Regions from separate parts of the Rattus norvegicus genome. Here region 1 is linked to region 2. A link is a contact called in public Hi-C data. All regions are on one chromosome and are shown on one strand. The core of a region is the stretch at or near the end of the contact, and the rest is flanking DNA. Distances in the headings are between cores, read along the strand shown.

Evidence for each region. Hi-C and Micro-C count contacts between places; a contact is called where the count stands out from the background.
Region 1: a contact with region 2 is called in a Hi-C map of liver, with 4 times the contacts expected there. The contact joins the promoter of Zfat here to the enhancer-like site in region 2. A contact is called at or near these places in 1 of 12 Hi-C or Micro-C datasets (liver) and 1 of 1 datasets of contacts at active chromatin or transcription factors (oligodendrocytes).

The regions. Positions count from the first base shown.
Region 1 is chr7:101,941,508-101,944,695 of GRCr8, forward strand. It overlaps Zfat (zinc finger and AT hook domain containing), which reads right to left and starts at 1,730. Exons shown (of 16, transcript NM_001414958.1): 1 at 1,534-1,730. The coding sequence starts at 1,552.
Region 2 is chr7:100,775,725-100,778,774 of GRCr8, forward strand. The region is part of intron 2 of St3gal1 (ST3 beta-galactoside alpha-2,3-sialyltransferase 1); the gene reads right to left. Among named protein-coding and RNA genes, the nearest start is that of St3gal1, 25 kb to the right of the region's middle. Within about 2 kb of position 1,662, at least 14 of the 93 cell types and tissues checked have an H3K27ac peak or open chromatin away from gene starts, as enhancers often do. A contact at or near this core is called in liver, where this site is marked.

The DNA.
Region 1 (3,188 bases), core at 480-2,979, 1.2 Mb after region 2:
ACACCCAATTCTGACCAGGCCTGCTCTGAGAAGTACTAAATTCTCCTTCAAAACAGCCATAGTTGAAAGGCTGTTGTGTACACTCCAAGGTATGAGGAGAAAGAAGCAGAAACCTTTGCACCCGAACAAGAGATACCAGGAAAGAGAGACCAACACAGAACAGAGCAAGAACTGGGGCAATGACCACCCAGCTTGTTTACTGCCCTCCCATCTCTTTATCTACTGTTCTACCTCTCCTAAGTTAACCAACACCAAAACCAGAAATTTCCCAGAAATGAGCTGCCCATGAGTTGACAGAAGTACACTTTGTTCAAACTATGAGCCTTCTGACACTTGTCAGAAAAATAGCGTATGTTCCGGGCTTGTTTTGTGTCCCCTTGACCTATACCCGCTCTGTATCACCAACATTAATTCCAGAGGTTTTCACAGATAAAGTGATAGGTTCTAAAGCCCAAGCTGGAGAGGGGCAATAGCGGAGGGTATGCCCCAGGAACACGGTTTTTCTGTTCCCTGTGGACACAGGCTCCAGCAGGAAACCACATCGACCTGTACGAATGATCAGCAGCTCCTCCACTCTGTCATTCAATATATAGGTTGCCCCTACTAACAGCCTGTCTAAATTCCAGCGGACAGCAGCAATGGCCAAGCAAACATGCAGTTCACACTGTTTTCCAAGCTGAAAGAAGTCTGATTTCTTTAAGGCTCCTCTGTTAGGAATCTTGCCTCTCAACTTTTCGGTTCCTCCGTAAATGAACAATTAAGAGCAACCAGAAGACATTAGCAGCCTGCGACCCTTGGAAGTCAAAGTCCAAGAGTCTAAATTGGTATCGATCGCAGGCCAGGGGTGACAAGCTTAAGGTTAAGTGAAACCAGGGGTTAAATAGGAAGTCCACCCCTCCAATGAGTCCAACTAAAACTGCTTCTGGCTAGAGAGTCTAAGGGCTGCCTGGAAGAAGTGGCCCCAGAGCCATTTCACTCAAGCCCATGAGGACAATGCTCTACAGAACTGGGCCAAAGACAGAAGTAAATTATACGTGCATGGGGCAGAGTCACCCGAGAAGGCTGAACTTTAAACACGCCCTGCCATGAACACGTGGCTGATAACTGGAATGGAGATGTCATCTACTTTACAGAGGGGGAAATGTGACTAAGCAAAAAGCTAATTCAGACAAAGCTCACACAAACAGCAGCAGGCAACGGGACTCGAACACCTATCCAACCAGAACTACGCGGCTTGCCGCTGGCGGGCGCCCTGGCACCGCCCACAGCCCTGGAAATAGCTTGCAAGGCGCGCAGGGTACTCCCCAAGCTTGCTCTCCACTGGTTCCCTCTTTTTCTTTCCTGCGGCAGGATAAAGCCAGCTACTGAACGTGGTCCGCAGAACGCTGCGACGTCGGCGCTCCGCCCGTCCGCGGATCCCTCCGCCACCCCGAGCCTGCGCGCGGCCTCCCCACAGCACACCACGAGCGGTTTCCCGCGCGGCGCCGCGCCCCACCCCCACCCTGTCGCACCCCAACCCCCATTCCGGCTCACCTGCCGCCCGCGTCTCCATGGCAACGCCCCCACGACGGAGGAAAAAAAAGCCTCGGGCTCTTCCTGGCTCCCTCCCGTGCCGAGCGAGAAGGTCGGACACCCTGAGGAAACTTCGCTCTTTATTTTTATTTTTTTAGGGAAAGAGCCGGAGAGGTTATGGCGAATCTGCGGCATCCAACATGGCGGATGGAGTCTTCGCCCTCCTCCCCACGGGGATCCTACGCCTACGTAGCGACGTCCGCCGTGGGGAACCGCCCTCGGCACGCAAGGCACAGTGCGCATGCTCGGGGCTGTCAGGGATGCTGGCCTGTCGTCCCGGCGTTCTCCGCGCTGTTTTGAGCCACTCCTGGGTCAGGACGTTGTGATCCTGGGACGTCCGTGTCAGGATCCGGACTGTCCTGGATCCCCCAACGTAGGGGTACAGCTGCAAGCGGGCAGGATAGTGCACCGTTTTTCACACTAGCTTTTCCAGGGTTGTTTCTTTCCAGGGTTGCACATCGGGGTGCCTAGGTGTAGTTGGCACAGGTAAGCCGGGTGCGCAGTCTCACGTGAGTTCGCAGCTCCTCTCCCTGTCTATGGGAAGAGCCGGGTTGGAGGTGAGAGTGCCTCACACATCATTTCTTGGAAGCTCAGTAACCACCTTTCCATTTTTTATGTTAGGAGCTTAGAGCCCTCTCCGCACGCTGTAGAAAGTGCCTGTCCCACGTAACTTTAGTAGAATATATTTCTACCGACGTCGAAGTCGATTATTCCTGCCTGTTTTGGTCAGCTCTTTAGCATTCGAACATTCGAAACTGGAAATGAGTTTTGAGTTGGCAAATAAATATGTATATAATAACAATCGTACTTGTACCGGTAAGGCTATCTTTTAGATCGATTTTTAAATCAGCCATTGGGGGGGAAAAAAAAACTCCACACGTACAGAAACAAGACAAAAATAATTTTAAAAGAAGCAGAACAGAAATGACCTGCGTCTGGGGAACACTCGTTTGTTTTAACAGTGCTGGTGAAATGGTGGGAATAATCCTTCTGTAGTAACTTGAAATGCTCTTCACACAGCCCTAGGTTCCTCCCTGCACCCTCACAGGTCAAGGTCATGTGGTTACTCCCTCTGTACTTTAAGGTGCACTTAAGCTGTTTGCAGAGCACAGAGTCCTGTAGCAAAGGCCCCTGGGTCTTTTAGTCTTTACCTAACCGACACAGATCGCATAGTGATGATACTGAATGAGCTCATTCATTTTGTTCAGGTTTTTTGTTTTGTTTGTTTTTTTTTTTTTTTATTAATGTTGAAGTGCCTTTGGGCAGTGAGCCTTAAGGTGACTGGTCTAATTCTTCGTTCTTCTGTTAAGGATGTCTTAAAAATATAGCCTTTATTTAATTGAATTGGACAGGTGAGCAAAGGAAAGGTGTTCAGGAGGGTTGCATGGCTCTTTTGAGATCACACAGCCAGCTGATGAAGTGTGTGGCCCCATCTTTCTATGACCCACCAGATACCCACTTTGCCCAACAGACACAACATGAGGAGAACCATAGAGTTGTTCACCTCCACTAACTTCTGCCACGTGGATAGCTGGGAGGTATGGGGAACATGAACTTCTTTGTTTTGAAAATGAGCTGTCCAAACTATCCAAAATGCTTCAATTTTTTTGTGTGTG
Region 2 (3,050 bases), core at 412-2,911:
TGGAAGGTATCTTCTAAGCCAAACCCTGACAAGATTGGCCCAGCAACACCTCTCTCCTCACTAACTGGGTTCCTGTCGAAGCATTTCTCGTTGAAATGCTTCAGGCATCACCTTATAGCCAGTTGTTACTGTTTTCGGACCACAAAATAAACATCCCAAGAATTCTTCAGTATTTTCATCCAGTACAGGTCTGAATTATGTGAGTGATCGAGTTGGGACCATCCTGCAGCGAGGAGGAGGGGCTTCCTATGATGAGCACTGTGAATCGCTGCCTCGTACAACCATGCCATACTCTAGGCACACTATTTCTCAGGAGACCTCTTCACTAGTTCCTTTCCTGCCATTGCAAGCCCATCCCTGGGGCAGCATGCTGTGCCTAGAAAGTGCAAGAACTTTCTTGCTGCTAGAACAAGAGTTTTCAACGCCCCCCGGGCCCGTGTGTGTGTGTGCGTGCGTGTGTGTGTGTGTGTGTGTGTGTGTGTGTGTGTGTGTAGGACTCCTGCTGTGCCTCCCTTCCCTGGCTCACTCCCATACTCCCACATCCAAGTCATGGATAGCTGGTGACATGTGGCTTATGCTATTAAATTCTAGTGGATTTCAGACATTTAGAAGATCCAAGGCTATCTGGATTCCTCTGGATGCCGGAATCTCTGAAGCCCCTGAATTTAATCAGAACATGGGCTTTCCACCTCTCACCGCCCAAAGGCATTCTCGATTTCTTGCAAGTACCACCACCAGGTATGAATGGCCTGCAGGCCCAGAAGACACTTGGAGCAAGCACCAAGAACCATTGCTTGTTTAATTTTTGCCCTGTAGATTATTAACAACTCAACATGACCCCAAGTGGGTCACGCTCCCGTGTATCTCATTAACTGCTAGCAAACACCCTGCCCCGCCCACATGCTAGCCTCTGATGAGTGCAAGATTGGAGAATGGGTCCTCATCATATCAGAAACAAGCTCCCTTGACCCCATGGCCTGCCTTTTCTTTGCTTGACATCTCCTTGCTCCTGTTCTTCCATGACCTGGATACTGAGCCCCGCAGAAAAAAGATCCACTTGCCTGTTACATGATCCCACCATGCTGTGGGATCACCTTGGTTTTTGCCCTGTCCTTCTCCCAGCCCCTTAGGATCATCTTCCAGCTCCTGTTCCCAATCTTCCTGGCTTCCTTCCCCAGCAAGGTCACAATTGCAAACAGGTGGGAGAAATTCTCAAAGCCGCTCCACTTGACCTGGGAACTCATCCCAGGAACACAGAGTACAGTCAGTAACCAGGGCGATCAGATGTATTGATGTGCATGACAGACCGATACGCAGCAATAGAGGGATGGAAACTTCCAAGTTCTACTGTTTGCTAGAATATTACACAACCACCAGGCAGTGTAATGATTCCTGGAACACTTTTAGACTGACTCTCCTTGACTCAAGCACAGGATTGAAGGAGTTGGGGGTAGAGAAAGTCCCTGACCCCTAAAGGCCCTATTGAATACACTGCCCATCTGCAGAGGCTACTAAGTGGAGGAGGGCGATTTTATTCTAATGGACAAAGACAAAAGCAAGTCTCTGTCTCCAGCCTTAAAGGTCCCTTTCCTGTCCCCCCCTCCCCCGCCAGTGGCCATTACTCTCAACACAGAGGGTAGTTTTAGTGCTTAGAAAAAGTGTTTATACAAAAACCATTGAGCAACATAGTGACGTGTCTTCCCCGAACAGCCTCTTGGACGCGCTGTAGAATGTAACACAAAGGCTTGCCAAATGGATTTCACGCAGGCTGGCTCTGTTACTCTCCCTTCCTCTTCCTCCTCCTCACCCAGCCATTGATTTCAGAAAGGGCTGAAAACTACTTGGGTGTGCTTGCTTAATAAAGTGGGAGGCATGCAGACATGTAAGTGGGCCAGTATCCAGAAAGAACGAAAGTTCCCAAAGTCAAAAGACCTCAAGGCCACAGATAGAGATCAGTTTCTGTTGCCCTAAGAGTAGATCTGAGGTGGTGTCACAGGTTGGCAGGGACCTGAAGAGGCTGAAGAGGGAAGACAGATACGTAGGAGTCCTGCCTGACTCTCACCCACTTAGCTAGCTGCACTCTGAATTTTGTGCTTATGGATTGAGCAGATGGGTCAGCCTGTGGCTCTGAGAGCAGTGGGACATAGCCTGGCTTTGAATTGCGTTTTCTAATACATTGGGAATGCCTAGATTTACCTGGTCCATCACCTGCCTCAGTTCTAGAAAAGAAAAGCTATAGTTGGTACATGCAGGAGCTCACAAGGGGGAAGAGGAAACACCAGTTCTGTTCCTCCAGAATCCTAAATAGCACAGGGATACTCAGGACTGGCCAGGGTGACAATGACATGCAAAGGAAGGTGGGGGTAGGAGATGCCAAAGGCCTGGTTGAAGACAGGGGTAAAAATGGAAAGAGAAGGGGTGATGTCCACAAGACAGGACATGGGCATGCACTGAACTTTGAAGAAAAGATGATGACAACTGAGTCATGATGAGGCAAGGAATGAGGTTTTCCAGCAAGGAAGAACATACACAAACCTGAAGTCCCTGAGGTACGGCAGGCTTCCCTCTGGAGTGGTCATAAGAGCTATGACGTCACAGCCATAACTCTACCCACAGTCACCCTTTTGCTGTGAACTCAAATTCACAGAAAAAAAGCCACACCTTTGTTAACTATTTAGCAGACTGATTAGTGCTCAGTAATTTTGGGTAGCTGAACTGTTGTAGACAGAGAGAAAATATGGCCCCAGGTTGCAGGTGTAGCTTAGGTGGTAGGGTGCTTACTTAGCATATCCTGGCTTCAATCCCTAGCACTGCAGAAGTGAAGCCTGGTGTTGCAGACCTAGAACTTCAGCACTGGGGAAGTAGAGGCAGGAAGAACAGAAGGTCAAGGTTATCCTTAGTTACTTAGCAAGTTTGGCTATATAAGACCCTGACTCATAAAAAAATGCTACAGATTATTTTTAAGTCTTCTTACTATCCAGTCATCAACTGTCTCTGCTCTGACCTAACAGTCTTTCAGCTTCAAGTGAGACCCATAGTACGTATTAAAA